Linked DNA regions of Mus musculus: region 2 is linked to region 1. The links are chromatin contacts, called in public Hi-C maps. All regions are on one chromosome and are shown on one strand. Each heading gives the region's core, a stretch centred on a gene start, on an enhancer-like site or on the middle of the called end of the contact. The rest is flanking DNA. Distances are from core to core; before and after follow the strand shown.

What was found. A called contact is a pair of places that touch in the nucleus more often than the background predicts.
Region 2: a Hi-C map of CD8 T cells shows a contact between it and region 1, with 2.2 times the contacts expected there. The contact joins the promoter of Calcb here to the enhancer-like site in region 1. A contact is called at or near these places in 5 of 39 promoter capture datasets (cranial neural crest, embryonic stem cells, macrophages and 2 more), 1 of 15 datasets of contacts at CTCF or cohesin (CD8 T cells), 12 of 484 Hi-C or Micro-C datasets (the BV-2 cell line, the C2C12 cell line, CD8 T cells and 8 more), 2 of 115 datasets of contacts at active chromatin or transcription factors (Th17 cells and bone marrow-derived macrophages) and 3 of 9 other capture datasets (adipose tissue, liver and pancreatic islet).

What each region holds. Positions count from the first base shown.
Region 1 is chr7:114,668,312-114,676,239 of GRCm38.p6, reverse strand. No RefSeq gene overlaps it. Among named protein-coding and RNA genes, the nearest start is that of Calca, 36 kb to the right of the region's middle. Within about 2 kb of position 5,164, at least 17 of the 459 cell types and tissues checked have an H3K27ac peak or open chromatin away from gene starts, as enhancers often do. A contact at or near this core is called in CD8 T cells, Th1 cells and Th17 cells, where this site is marked.
Region 2 is chr7:114,714,601-114,722,528 of GRCm38.p6, reverse strand. Calcb (calcitonin-related polypeptide, beta) reads right to left here and starts at 3,886. Exons shown (of 5, transcript NM_054084.2): 1 at 3,807-3,886; 2 at 2,699-2,794; 3 at 2,315-2,455; 4 at 368-554. The coding sequence starts at 2,787. The coding sequence ends at 392.

The sequences.
Region 1 (7,928 bases), core at 3,915-6,414:
AAAGTCAGTGGGTTTGTTTCCATTTTCACTCCCTCTAAATACAGTGAGATTCTTAAAGTTTAGTATTCTTTATTATTGGTTTGGTTTTGTTTTTTTGAATTTTAGGTCCCCATGAAAAGCCGTGGGTTTTATTTTGGCACTTTCACACATATATTATACTCTCTTTGCAATCATTCTTCTCTCCCACTGCCCTCCCCCATGTGTCCTGACCCCGCGTGTGTATGGGGGGGGGGTCATCCTTCTCCCAGTTAGTTGTCTTTCTACCTTCTTATCATTTGTATCCATTACCATTCTCTCCCCTCTCCTTAAGATCTCATCCTCTCTCATGGTTCTATTTTTAGTTTCTTGAGCTACACACATAATTTTAAGTATCACACACACACACACACACACACACACACAATTTTGCATATGGATTCTGTATCTAAGAGAAAAGATGCAGTATTTGCCTTTGTGATTCTGAAGCTTATAGTTGATGGAGAATTTTCTGTCCACCACTTTCTCTCGAAGCTCACTGCAAACGCTCCGTAAAAAGAACAGCCTGTACTTCCTGTCCCATCTGCCGAATCACTCAGCTCCTTGCCCTGCTTACCAACTGTTTGAAACTTTAAAGGCACTTATAGGTACATCATTAGACCCAACATACTTTGTCATAGGCAGAGTACAATCTAATCCCTGGTGATCAATACAATGAAAACCAGATCCAGATTTGGAACTGAATTAAGCTGAGAGTTTCAAAACTCTTTTGGGGTTGCTTTTATTTCCTCTATCAAAGACAGTCAGAGTATTAACAACAAGAAAGCTACTCTGGATTTCTGAGTTCGAGGCCAGCCTGGTCTACAAAGTGATTTCCAGGACAGCCAGGGCTATAAAGAGAAACCCTGTCTCAAAAACCTAAAACTTAAATAAATAAATAAATAAATAAATAAATAAATAAATAAATAGTCTCAACATGACTAAACACAAGTGTTTGAAATCAGAACCTTTTGAATCAGCCTCTGCACATACAAATACAATTCTTAATCAGGAAAACTGACTTATCTATGCCAATGTAGATAACAGTTTTGGAATTTAATAGTCATGGGTAAGGTTAAGCTAAAGTCAAGTATTTGGGAAAAGATATCTTTTTCTTCGCAAGCACTTAATGAGAAAGTCTACTCTCCCACACTTCCAAAGATAAGATTAACTATTTTCAGTTGTTGGAAGAGAAACTGTCTGGGGTAGAGTCAATTGATCAGGCTTTGTCATGGGGGTGAGACTATTGTCTAAGGTAGTCTCTGCTTTCCTGGTGTAAGTTTAGTCCAGTTGTTCAAACTAGTGACCTCAAGTTCTTTATAGACAATCCATGCAACAAAAAATTCAAGCTTAATGATACTGAAGAAAACTTGGTCTTAAGCATATTAGCCATATAGTCAATGAACAGAGGTAATTTAAACTAAGAGTCACACAAAAATGTGTCCTCACCAACAAAACACTTGATATTAAAATTATAAAGGAAAGAAAAAGACTGTGATATTAATGCTTCTCTAGGTTAAAAACAGGCATATTTAAGATAAATTTTGAAAGAAGCACAGGAGAGGAAAGTGACTGGGATCTTTAAGAGAATGATTTTAACAATAGATAAAAGATCTGAGCAGATGCAGTGGCTTGGACTTGGATCCGACCACGTCTTATCTGCCTGTCTAATCATGGCCAGTGTGAATCAGCCAAATAAGAATGACTCCTTAGTTTTCTTGTCTGCTACCCAGGTTTGATCCAGAAAAAGTAACACAGATTAGACAAGATAAAACACTCCAAATTGCTTTAGTGAACAACTTAGATTCCCAGAAATAGCAAAAGTTTGAAGCCGAAGTAATTTTTCTACTCCTTGCTATCACTGAGGAAGCTGGAAGCCCTGGAGAAGGAGATAAAGACACAATATCTACAAACAAACACACTGCTCTAAGCCAAGACTTCAAATACTTGTTCTGTCTTGTTTAGGTGTTACATTAGTCACTTTTCTTGTTGCTATGGCAACCATCTATACAAAAGCAATTTGGGAAGAAACCATTTATTTGGTCCATAGTTTGGGGGCAACGTCCATCATGGCGGGGAACACCCCAACAGCTGGAGCCTTACGCGGTCGGTCACATCACCTCCACAGTCATGAAGCAGAGGGAGATGAACATTCCTGCTCAGCCTGCTTCTCCCTCTTATGATGACCTTGACCCAAGCCCAAGCCCACTCACTTTTAGAATGAGTCTTCTCACCTTAACCTAATAAAGATAATCCTTCCGGGGCATGCCTGGAGACTAACCTAAATTAACCTTCAATGCCTTGTTTCCCAGACAATTCTAAGGTCTCTCCAACTGAGAATATTAACCATCACAGGTATAGAATAATTTTCTATTAACAAAATAATATAAAAAATAAAAATGATATGCCTTTTTATGCTAGAAGAAAACTACATTTAGTTTAACATGTCTAGTTATTTAAACTGTACAAATAGGAGTTTGTTTTTTAAACTAACTACTTCTTAAAACATATTTTAAGAGAAGAAAAATTGGAGTTATATTGGTCTGCTCCCAGTTGGCATAAGAAAATACTGCAGGCGGGGAATTTTATAAACAATGATTTAGTTTGCCTTATGGTAAGGAAGGGTGAAGGTCCTAAATGGAGTTACCTCATTAACTCAGCCTCTGGAGAGAAGCCTAGGATAGATATCATCACAGAGATAGAAGCACATCAGGGTGAGATGCTGATAGTACAAGGAAGACAGAAACCAAGGAGGGCTTGTCTTGCTGTTTTAATAATAGCTTCCTGTGACACCGAATTCAAACTCCTCAAATGACCCAATTGCTTCCCATTCAAGCCCACCTCCTGAAAGTCCTACCATCTCCTGACATTGATGTTCTGAGGATCACACTGCTCATAACTGAACTCTTCGTGGGCAGACTCAAACCACAGCCGAAAGCATAGCCAAAGTTAATAACATATTCCTGGAAAAAGGAATGATGCTATATATCTTAGGAGTTTTGAAATTTTTGATGACTATGATGAAATGTATAAGGCCTGCCAGTGAGTTGACTCGGTCAATGGCACACCTGTATAAGAATGCTGTTCATCAACAGAGAGTCTTTGTAGCTGTGCTCTCCAGAACACTAGGCACTAGCTACATGCAGCTACCAGACACCTGAAATGTTGTTGAGATAACTGAGAAATAGAAATTTTCATTCTATTTAATACATAAGAATTGAAAATTAAATGCCCACAAGTGGTTCTCAGTAGCAAGAAGGGCATTTTTCTCTCCGTTTCCACTAGAGGGCACATCTACTCAGCAGAAGAATACAACAAGTCTACCCTGACTAACTAAAGCTGTTTTAATCCCCTGCTTTGGCACTCCAAGAAGCCACCTCCCTGCACTACCTCTTCACTGCTGCCACTAACTAAGAGCAAATGCATTTAGCATGCTATCACCAAGGACAAGAACTGATCCACATCAGAAGACTCGAGATCCATAAACTAATGTTATACAGAACATGCTTATACAGTGAAGGAAAAAATACTCTGCACAAATGTTCACTTTTCTACAAGCAAAATTGATATTAAATTCTCCTTTAAAATTATCAATCTTTATAAATCCTCATCATCATGAATTTCCAAGAAGAATTAGATTTACAGTTTCTCAAGCTTACGTAATAACAGGAACTTGAGTGTGAAGCAGTACTAATCAATATCCACTGGTCCAGCATTTTCCACCCAGCACCTGAAAGCACTGTTTTCCAAAATGAAATCAGTTTGTCAACAACCTCTGCATATGCTCTGTAAGCATCATTCTCTGTCCATATTTTTACTGAGGTATCCATCCATACGTTTCTACAGAGTTCAAAATAGTGCCTTCAAGCTATTTTTCCCTTCTTATATTTACTTACATATTCATATATATGTGTGTGTATATATGTATATGTATATGTATATGTATATGTATATGTATATGTATATGTATATGTATATGTATATGTATATGTATATGTATATATGTGTGTATATATATAGGTATATATGTGTGTGTGTATATATATATATATGTATATATACATATATATATATACACAGGGGTTGGGGTTTTTGGTTTTTTTGTTGGTTTTGTTTGTTTGTTTGTTTGTTTGTTTTGTTTCGTTTGTTTGTTTGTTTGTTTGTTTCGAGACAGGATTTCTCTGTGTAGCCCTGGCTGTCCTGGAACTCACTCTGTAGACCAGGCTGTCCTCGAACTCAGAAATCCAACAGCCTCTGCCTCCCAATTGCTGAGGTTATAGGCATGCGCCACCACTGCCCGGCCACTTATATATTTCTTATATTTACTTAAAATGTGCTGCAACCAGTGCACTTACTAAGCACTTAGCATGGGCCAAACATGAACCAAGGTGCTGGGTATACATTTCAGCAAACAAGGCACACATGATTTTGATCATTGTGAATTCTAGAGAAAGCAAAGAAAGATACACAGATTGTCAGTTGCTGATCAGTATTATGGAAAAATCAAACAGAAAGTGAACCAAACTTTTAAAATAGAAAGCAGTGTGATGTGCTCTGCATCTTTACAGCATCACTTCCACCATGGTGAACAGACACTGTGGGGACTGGCACCGAGAAGAGGAACAGGAAACCCAGTGGAGAAGCTGACTCACCCACCTGTGAGATTCCCTAGCTAGAACAGGGTAGCCCAGAGATTTTACAGAGCAGTGAGCCTGAGCAGGCTGCTCACCTCCCTGCCTGTGTATCTTGAACTGCATTGCTCCAGTTTTCTTTCTGTTTCCTATGGGTCTTAGAAATACTAAATGTATGTCTCTCACAAGACAAGAGAACAAAACAAACCTGACATCTTCTTATCCCCTAAACCAAATTAAGAAAAGGTGGAATTCAGTATTGTCTCCTCCCTTCCCTTGATTTAAGTCAGGATGTCTAGAGTTAGAAACTGAGGCAGGGGGGTTATAGGTGTGCTAGCTTTACATCAGCATCACAAAATACCCAAGTATTGACCAAGTTATGAAGAAAGACTTACCTTCAGCTCCCAGTTTCAGAACTTCAGTCTGTGGTCAGTTTGGTTGTTTTGAAGTCTGTGGTAAGGAAGTACATCTGGGCAGGGAGCAGGCAGTGACAGAACTATTCACCTCATGGTGGCCCAAAAGCAAAACATAGGCACGACAGGAAGGACCACAGACCTCTCCCTTTCAAGAGGTGCTACAAGGATCCTCTAACTAGGTTCCACTGCCCAGCAGCACACAGGCTGGAGACCAGGTTTTAACACCGAGTAAGGCAGCAGGGGACGCACTTAAGATCTAAACTATGACATTGGGGAAGTTACTCCCCTAAGCAAAAGGGTGTGAGGACATGGGGCAAGGCAAGAAAGCAAAGTTAGAAGAACAGCGTCTCTCCTCTAACAAAATACTGCATGAGTGATGGACAGGAAGGGAAGAAATGAAAGAGAATGGGGCACTATTTGGAAAAAGAAGAAGGCCAGCAGGGCTTGGAATCCAAAAGGTTGCAGTGCTGGGCAACTATGAGCAATGAACTTGAACAATGACTATGAACACACATGAACTTGTCATATGAAACCTACTGTTTTGTGCAATGAATACAGTCATAACAGAAAGAAGAAGCAGAAAGCTAAGTAATTATGTCTCAGCTAGGTAGTAGCCTCAGTGTGGTCCTGCAGAGTGCCCTAGAGAAATGTACCATGGAGAGGTTCTCTCCTAGAGCAGAGGGTTGGCCTCCATCAGCCATTTCTTCTCCCATCCTCAGGAGGACACACCTTTCGTGTCTTGTCTCATTTCCCTCACCGGCACACCCTTCTCCACAGAACTATTTCTCACTGGGAACCCTCAGCTATGGACTGATCAATATAGGGTATAAAGGCTAGTACCCTTGCCTCAAGGCCAAGAAAGGTAGCTGCTATTCACACTGCTGAGCGGGGGCGCAGCTCAGGCTGCACTTTAGCTGAATCTGCCTTTTGCTTTGGTTTCTTCCCATCCCTAGCTTCATGCCTCATTATTGTAAACAAGCTCCTTTTGAGAGCAAGTTCTCAGTGAAGCAGAAGAACTCCCTGCTGTAGTTGTAGCATTTGCTAAGGAATTGTTGCCTGGCAACAATTGTCCCCCTGATACTGCAGCAGACACCTACTTCCTGCTGCCCCACGGTGATTCTACGTTTGTAACCCCAAAACAGCTCAAGCTACTTCTTACTGTCTTTCTAGTCCTGCCACCCTCCAGCTATACTCCTGTTAAGAATCACCTGGGACTCCCAGCAAAAAAGGCACTTTCTGGCTTTATTTTCCAATACTGACCTCTCTGGTTGGTCTAGGAAGCTGCACTTTTTATTTTTAATTAATTATTTTATTTACTTACATTTCAAATGTTGTCTCCCTTCCTGGTTCTCCCTCCACAAGCCCCCCATCTCCCTTCCCCTTTGACTCTAAGAGGGTGCTCCCCCACCTACCCACCCACTCCCACTTCCTCCCTCTAGAATCCCCCTTCTCTGGAGCATCAAGCCTCCACAGGTCCAAGCACATCCCCTCCCCCTGAGGCCAGGCAAAGCCATCCTCTGCTACATATGTAGTGGGGACCATGGGCCAGCTCGTGTATGCAATTTGTTTGGTGGCTTAGTCCCTGGGATCTCTGGGGGGTCCAATTAGTTGATACTGTTGTTCTTCCTATGGGGTTGCAATCCCCTTTGAAGCTGCACTTCTTTTCGAGTGTGCCTACTACTTATCCTGAAGGAGTTCAGGCTCGGAAAAATGCTCATTCCTCCTTTCCAATCCCATTGCCTCTACTTAAAATTGAGCCTGAACAAAAAGAAAGAAAGAGAGAGAGAGGGGAGAGAGAGAGAGAGAGAGAGAGAGAGAGAGAGAGAGAGAGAGAGAGAGAGAGAGAGAGAGAGGTGGCTGCTCTTAGGTAGACACATTTGGGAGAGTCCAGAGTGGTCATGACCAGGCTTAGGTGGTCCACATGGGGAGAGAGGGAGGGCAAGGGAAGGGAGAAGAAAGGGGAGCCAGGAGGTTCAAAAAGATGGGTGGTGGGTAACCACAATGTCTGTATCATATAGGGAAGAGCCTTCTGTGGAAGGGCAGCCCAGTCCCTGAGCTGGAGAGCTCAGGGTAGAGGACAGGGTATGCCAGCCATACTCTGTAACAGGCAGAGATTGAGAGATGTTGAGACGGGGGCGGGAGGGGGGATCTCACTTCTGTGTTCCTTTATAATGTAATGCATTTCTTGTTTCTTGTCTATCCAAGGAGGCCTCATATGAACTGAGCTGAAAGCCTCTTCCATTATCACCTCCCCATTATTATACTAACCTTTGGCACTGGGCCTACTGCAGTGTGTTGTAATGGTTTCCCAACAAAGTCTTCCTACAAGAACGACATAGTTCAAATATCTTGACTTAACAGAACTGTCTTATCTTTTCTTATCAGCCTGCCCATAGAGACTATAGATTGGATTTACTTTGGTATAGGCAGCAAGACATTAGCCATCCAAGCCCTATCTAAGCCTGAGGATGCATTAGTTCTGAGAACTAATAGATAGGAGAGGCACAAGCACATTGGCATCACCCCAGGAACCAACTCCAGATTCCAACCCTTACTTTGGGGTGGCATAGGTCTTGGAGGAGTTCTGCTAGCCCCTGAGCTTTTAAAGTCTCTGGCCCTACCTAAAGGACCGTTCCTAGAACCTAGGTTACAAGAGTAGTCTTTAATGCCACAGCCTTCCTGGAAAGGAGCATGTAGAGTCAGATTAAGGTCACAGTTTTGAACACAGATGGGGCTGGGTTTAGGGACAAACATACCTAGATTTGATTCTGATCTCACTTACTAGCCTGCCTCCCTGGGAACAAAGTATTTAACTTTTCATAGGCTCTACTTCTGAAATAAACAGATGCATTAAAAATAAATAAAG
Region 2 (7,928 bases), core at 2,637-5,136, 48 kb before region 1:
AAAGATCTTGGTAGTGACTTGCTTATAGCCCTGTGGTCTGAGCTGGGGAATGCCAACCAAGAGTAGAGCCCTGTCGAAGCTGGGCCCATGTGTGAGGTGTGGCACTGGGTAAGATTGGCAGGTCCTTCCCTGTCCAAATCCAGGCAGCATTTTTCTCTCTTCTCAGCAACAAGGCACTGCTTCTATGCAGTCTCTCCTGCCTTTCTGATTTCATTTTCAAACTCAGTTCGAGAAGGAACTTACTACCTCAGGAAGAGAACTAGTATTAAATATATAGGACCCCAAGGTCCTACAACAGTCGGTGGGCTTCATGATGTGGATCTTAGCTCCCCAGTCCTTCCTCTCCCAATCCTGAGTACAAAATCACCTTCTTCCTGGAGCTGCTAGTGACTCAGGCCTGCAGGTCCCTGCGGCGGCGGCGGCCGAAGGCTTCAGAGCCCACATCGGTGGGCACAAAGTTGTCCTTCAGCACACCTCCTGATCTGCTCAGCAGGTCTGCCAGCCGATGGGTCACACAGGTGGCAGTGTTGCAGGATCTCTTCTGAGCAGTGACACTGATATTCAGGATGGAAGAGAAGAAGAGAAGTCTTGTCAGTGAGGTCTGGGGAGTTCCTACCCCCTGGGAACTGCAGTCCTCCAACCTGCCACTTAACCGTAAGTGTTTCTCCTAAGTGCATTTATCGAAGCCATTCAGGGAAATGACCTGAGAGTCTTTGCTAGAAACTCTTTCTCAAACCATCACCAAATAGAAACAAAACAAAACAAAACAAAACAAAAACAAACCAAAAAAAAAAAAAAAAAAAAAAACCCTTTTACCTTGCTGAAGTTAAGAACAGCATTTGTAGCATCAGCTCAGAAGTGCTTATCTGATCCTTAGCATGCTTGATGTCATTGCTGTGTCACAGAGACAAGCCCTGTGCCTAGCTCCCCTGAAACTAAGGCTCTTTCCTAGGCCCTGGCCACTCATAAGCTTCAGAGGTTGACCAGAGCAATGATCACTGCAACTCTGATTCTTCTAGGAAAATTAGTGAGATGTAAGGAATGTGCTCATTCCAGTCTTCAGGAGCAGGTAATGAACTGCTATCTAAAGGCTCCAGAAGGCTCCCTTCCTGCCTCTGACTTCAGTTCTTGCCCTTTCCACTCTGGGCCACTGATTCTCCGACACACTAAAGCTGCTGTTGCCAGTTTGCAGAGAAATGCACACGCAACAGATTTTTTTTTTTAAAAAAAGGACCAAGAGAGGAAATTAGGAAGGACTCAGAAGGCTCCAGTAGCATCCTGGACACTTCAAACCAAAAGCAATGGACCTTCTGCAAGCAACCTGCTGTGTTCTTGTCTTGTCATGGTGTTTCAGGCCTGGAGTCCATACCAGAGATGGCAGGAACGTTGTTCAGATCCTGTTGCTCAGATCCTGCACCTACATGCCCAGAACCCTATTTAGATCCCATGCCACTTAGATCTGGGACTGTCCAGACTGCAGGCAGGGAAGACATGTCAAGCAGCACTAAACACCAGGGGCTAATCTTACGGCAGTCAGCAGGTTAAACTAGGCAGGGGGACTAGAAGTTGGGGCAGGAGATGGTAGAGGTAGAGTTCTCACAAATTCCATTGGGAAGGCTCAGAGTTGCAGTAAGCCAGGACAGTGTGGAGAAGGGCAAAGAAAATTGGTGACTCTTTCTGGCATTCCATGTGTTGTTTGTCTTTCATGCTGCCAGGGATTGGGGTGGGGGGGGGGGGACGGTGGATCAGGGTGTAGGTCAACATATTGCTTTTCTTTGGAACCAGGCCAGAGTTGGTCTCTTTCAGGGCTAGGAGCACATGGGCCCTGTAACAATGTAACATGGGACCCTGTAACAATGTGTACACATCTATGAATGCCCCGACCTACCTCAGACTCTGTGCTACCTGTCCCAGACCCCTTCTACCCCAACAACTTTTCCTTGTAAGTGTGGAATGAAGGCTCCTTGACAGTTGAAAGAGCAGCAAATGTTGGAAGCTGTTAAAGCTTCCTGAAATTCTAGTCCATCCTCTGGCACCACACTTACCAGTCCTACCTCAGCAGGTTCAGCGATGTTGATGTTTCCCCATCAGTGCAATCCAAATCCCTTCTACATCTCCTCATTTCTTTTCCCAAGAGTTTTCAGGAGAAACAACATTGTAATGTGTCTAACAACTATGAGCCCCTCTGGTGGTACTGGAAGCTCTGTGGGAGGCTAGGACTCACGTTTAGTTCCTTGGACTGCTGGCCACTGTCTCTCGACCTCTCTGGAATAAGTCCTCCTACATGTGGGGGTCAGATGGGGAGGAGACTTACCGGGAGCCCTTAGTCTCTTGCTCCTCCTGTTCCAGCTTCCTGGCCTTCATCTGCTCATAGTCCTGCATCAGTGCAGCAAGCAAGAGATGTTTTTCCTGGTCGCCGAGGGTGCCCAGGTCTAGGCTGCTCTCCAAAGCGGACCTGTGGAGGTAGCAAAGCCAGTGCAGGTTCTGATTCCCTGCCTATCTCCTCCCCAAATAAGAAACCAAGCTTCCTAGCCCTTGCTTCTTCCCTAGGGGCGTAGCGGTCTGGTCATTAGGCCAGTTCCCACATGAGGGCGCTGAATTACCAATAACCAAGTAGGGCTACAGAGCCGCAGAGTTGACACACCCCAGGGGCAGCCGGAGGAGAGCCAGACTGCACTTCTGATTCAGGTTAATTTACCTGAAAGGGGCAGCCTGGAGGCTGCTGGCCAGGCACAGGACCCATATGCTGCTGAGAGCCAGAAAAGGAAAGAACTTCCAAAAGTCCATGATGTCTCTGTAAGAAGAGAAGAATGGTCCAATTGCTCAGGACTATAGACCCAGGTTCTATTTCTCCTACCACACTGCAGCTCTCAAAACGTGCAGTAGATGCAGTGTGGTGAGTGGCTTGATAGAGCAGAAACGAGTGGGGGAGAGTAGATGTGGTTTGCAGTTTCTGCTCGGTTTAAGAACAAGGAGGAGCTACCGGCACTCATTTGCCCCCAGCTTGCAGGAGAACACACGTGCCGCGCCCCTTTGGCTCTCATCTGTGAAGAAACCAAAAACCACCCAGAGATCCCTGCGCCTTGCTGTCCCGCTGCTAAGGATTTCTAACAGGTTGAAATTATTATAATCACCCTTTCTGAGAGGTTGCCCTGGGGAAGAAAGTTAACTTGGAACTAATCCCCCTCTCTCCATCTGCAGAGTTGGGAGATTTTTTTTTTTAAACTACCTCAGAACCGCAGATGAGGACTCCTCCTCCCCACAGCGAAGCGAGACCCACCTGCTTGCTGATAACCCCAGGAGGCTAAAGGCTGGAAACATCTGAGAGAAAAGATCAGTGCTCCCCAATCCCGAATCCAAGGAACTCTTTAACCTAAAACTGGTTAGGATGCGGCAAGACCACCTTCCCTCAAGGAGGGGGCACAGACGCGCCTAGATAGGGTCGCCCAGCTTCCAGTGCTGCTGAGTAGTCGTAGGGGTCCCACTTACTTTAGTTAAAAGAAAATGTCAAGACTGTACTTTCTGACAATGGCTGCAGGAAGGCGGAAATGTATGTGGAATGATAAGGAACCAGGACAGCAAAGGGATCCAAGTAGAGTGGGGTGTGGTGGCTTGCGCCTGTAATCCGCATCCTTAGGATGCTGAGAAAGGAGAACCTTAGCGTTTGAGACGAACCAACTTGAGCTATATAGTGGGTGCCAGGCCAACTTAGACTACAGTGTGAAATACTGCATTAAAAAGAGCAACCAAAAGGAAACAAACTAAAGGAGAGAGAGCTGTAGGCGTTGAGAAGTTAAGTTTCTCACCTGCTAGCCCGTGTTGGAACAGCGAGAGTGAAGTGTCCACTGCAGAAGAGCACACACACACGGCTGTAGGCGTCTTGTCCCCAGAGCCGTGGTCTCTTATTCTCGATCTTGAGGGTGTGGGGGGTCCGCAGTAGCTCTTCCACCAATCAGAGCTCTGACCGAGCTTCCATAACGTCATAGCTGGAGCTACTTACACTTCTGCAGGAGGGAGGCAGCAGTCCACTCCCTGTCTTTGAGGTCATTGCTGAGGAACCGGGTAGGAGTGGGAGTGGGGGTGGGGTAAGGATACAGAGAGGGTGAATTCGTCCAGAATGTGAGCAAACCTGAGTTTGACATCACGACCTCTTTAATACCTGAACTCCAGCCTACAACCTTTTGCTGCCCACTCCAATGGGGACCTGAACCTCGTAGCTGGACTCCCACGCAGGCTGAGTAGCACTCCCAGGTTCTAAAAGGACTTCAGTAGATACATCCACGATGATGACTGTCACAGGAAGAAGCGGGTCCTTGGATACATTAGGGTACTTCTGTCATACCTGTCCCAAATGGGCACTCTAGCAGTGCGTGCTTCCCATCACCTAATAAGGATAGAAACTAGAGAGTATTGTGGAGCAGCAGGCTAACAGACTGCACAGGGAACTGGGCTTTCTCCTCCTGTACCAGACCTTCCAAATCCTGCGCTATGGTTTTTACATCCCTCCCCCGCCCCCATTCAAATCCCCAGACCTCACACTGCTGTAGCAGTGTAGATTAAAGCACTTCCAAGCATCCCTGGCGGGTTTGCCTAGCAGGAGGCTGGCGCTCAGATGGCAGTTCCCTTCCCCTCCCCTGCATCTCCACCACCCCACTCTGCAGAGCTTGAGAGCTGAGCCAGGGTCCTGCACAGGCCACCTGAGCAACCCAGGGGTCAGCAGGGAACTTTCACACTCACTCAGCTGCTGGTTAAGCATCCATAGGTTCAGGCATCCGACAGCTGGCAGGTGACCTTTGGCATTAACACACCGTGTCACTGAGGAATACTCGGTTCACTTGCCTTCAGCAGAAGACTGTGTGCACGCACTAACCCAAATCAGTTGAGCTTTGGCCAAAAATAATCTCACATTTCTGCTTTCAGAATCAGGCATGAATTATGTGCACTGGGATAGGCACATCACCACTCTGGCCTAACCATGGGCATCACAAGTGCCCACCCAAGAAAAAGAACTGAGTATCTCCTGTTTTCCACGTCGCCCATTCTTCCAGGTGTGAGGAGAAGATACGCGGTGCTCAGCTACTAGAAAGTGAACTGACATCATTCCCAAGGCTTCAGGCTTTCCCTCTCCGCTGCTTGGTTGCAGCACAAGGACTCTCCAAGTGCCCAGCTTGCTGGGGGTTCCAGTAATGTGTGGAAAAGGCTATACCTGTGGCTTGGGAGATCCACACCTGGCCCTCAGTTTCTGAGAATCAGAAAGGAACTCAGTGTGTTTACTCAGGTCCTCTGAGTCACTTTTCTGATTCAGGTCCTAGTTGTTGGAGCAAGGGCAGATGATACCACCCTCCCTCAATTAAAAAAAAAACCCCAACTGGGAAACTCCCGCTGGCCTCCAGTCCTCAATGTGGTGAGGAGGATGGGAGGCAGTTTCCCCAGGAACCTAGATGTAGATCAAAGTTGCCCCCAGCAGAGGCATAGGATGGCTTTGTAATGATTTTTTTTTTGGTAATTGGTAGGGCACCCAACCAATGCTCTCTAGAGGAATTTCTTCATGAAAACAAGGTCCTTCTCCATCTAGATTGTGAGTTCACTTTTGGATGGAAGGAAAATCATGGGAATGACCTTTTTTGGTTTGAGGGTCTTCTCTCCAAAAGTCCTACAAATAATAGGGTGACATCTGTGTCCCTCTTCTGGATTTGGGACTTGAAAAGTGCCTGTAGAATGTAAAGGTGAATCTGTGAGGTGAAAAGTACCCGAATCCCCATACTTCTGTCACTGTCATTGGGGTCTGGCAAAGCTGTGATGTAGTAATTGCAAGCATCATTTTCCATGGGCACTCGGCCATCATTAAAAGGGAGAGAGTAGATGAAGATAGCCCCACTTCCAGCTTTCCAGTCTGACCCAGCCATCAGTAACATGCATGAGGAAGCAAGAAGTAAGAAGAGGGATAAAGCAGGAATCTTGATACGGTCTGCTGAGAAAACCTCAGAATATTTATTTATTTATTTGGGAGAACACAGAACCTTGAGAGTAGACCATATATATATATATATATATATATATATATCTCCAAAGATAATATCTGCAACACCTGAACTTTTCAGAAGTCTTAAGATAGCCAGAGGGCAGTCAGGAGCACAGTCCCCAGCTGTGCTCAACACACAGCCTGGTGCTGACTGACTAGGATAGAATATGCAGTAGTTTCTGTAAAGGCATCCAGCATCCCTGACCAACAAAAATAATTACAGCCAGTTCAGCAAGTTGGTTATCTTCTTAGGAGCCCCACAGGGCCAGTTACCTCTCTGTATACCCAGAATTATTTGACCTGTTTTTGTTTTTGTTTTTGTTTTTTAAATTCCTTACTTCCTTGCCCCGTGAATGGTGCATAGTATATACAGAACAAACTGGTGAAGTTAGAAAGAGTGATAACAGTGAACCAATGAACACTTCCAGAGGCCGTCAGCCTAGAATCAGACAGCGAATTTACAGCCAAATTAAGGAGGGTTGTAGACCCCATTTAGAGCCCTTAGGTGAAAGCACACATTGCTGATCCAAAGATATACACATTTCATTTAATCAGAGGAATGGATGTATTGGTGGAACTTTCTGGAACCAAGTGTCAGAGGAAGTACTAAAGACTTCTCAGGAGAGTCCATCAGCTGGAAAAGCAAAACAAGGTACTTTCTCTCAACCCAGCTTAGAATCATATTAGTGAATGAAGACAAGAAGGTAATTTGCTTTCTAAATGGAGGAAATTGCATCTTGTTTTCCCTGGAACTGGCCTGAGCTTCAAGCTGTCTCCCACCGACTTAACTAGCATAAAGAATGCTTTCCTAGGAACTTATCTGGCTTTTAAATTTTTTCTTTGATATTTTGATGCTCAGCTTAAATATTTTGCACACCATTAATTGTAAACTTTGGGAAGGTCTGTCTTGAATTTTTAGATAAATACAAATTTGGGCTGTCTGGCTTTGGAAGTTTTGGAAATGTAAGGGTGATGGTTAGTCTCTACTGTCAACTTGATGGGATTTAGAGTCACCATGAAATAAAAAATGCCTGGACATATCTGTGAGAGGTTTTTCTAGATTAGAGTAATTGAAGGGGGGAAGCCAAGTCAAATGTGGGTTGCACCATTTCCGGCGTAGTCCCAAGCCCTCAAATGGGGCAGAAAGCAAGCACAACATGGGTATGTGCATTTCTCTCAGCTATCTGACTGTGTGCAATGTGACCAGCTGACTCAGGCTCCTGCAGCCATGCCTACCTTGCATGAGGTAGAACTCCTATTAAACTGCAAGCCACAACAAACCTCCTCTCTACGCTGCTTTTCATCATAGCAACAAGAAGAACAACTAGTATGTTAACTAACTACTTTCTAAAAAAATTTCCTAGAATGAATATTCCATATTAGATTTCCTTCAATCAGTGTACATTTGTTGAGAACCTATAATGTGCAGGGCATTGTCTTAGATACAGGATCTCATAGGAATACAAGAAAAACTCCTGTCCTGCCAGCCTAGTACGACAGTGATGGACTTAACACAGCTCTGTATATACCCTATTCCCCAAATAAAAACATTCCTACCCCAATCATATGCTCTCATTATAATAATTTCTGTGTCAACATGTATTTGAGATATGCATTACTGACACCATAAAAATACTACCCTTGCTTAGTCAGACAGTGCAGTCTGGTTGCACCAGCTTGGCCAGTCCCTCTTTCCATTTGCCTGGTTCTTTCTCTGCCTTGTTTATTCTTTTTCCTGTCTGCCTCTCATCACTTTACTCCTCCATGCTGATCAAGCTTATTCATTACTATGGATTACCAGTAGCTCTTTGGGAAGAATTCTAGATCAGAAATCATTTTCACTGCACATTTCAAAAACATTATCTACTATCCTCTAGTCCCACTCTGCTTCCAGGGCAGCCTTCTG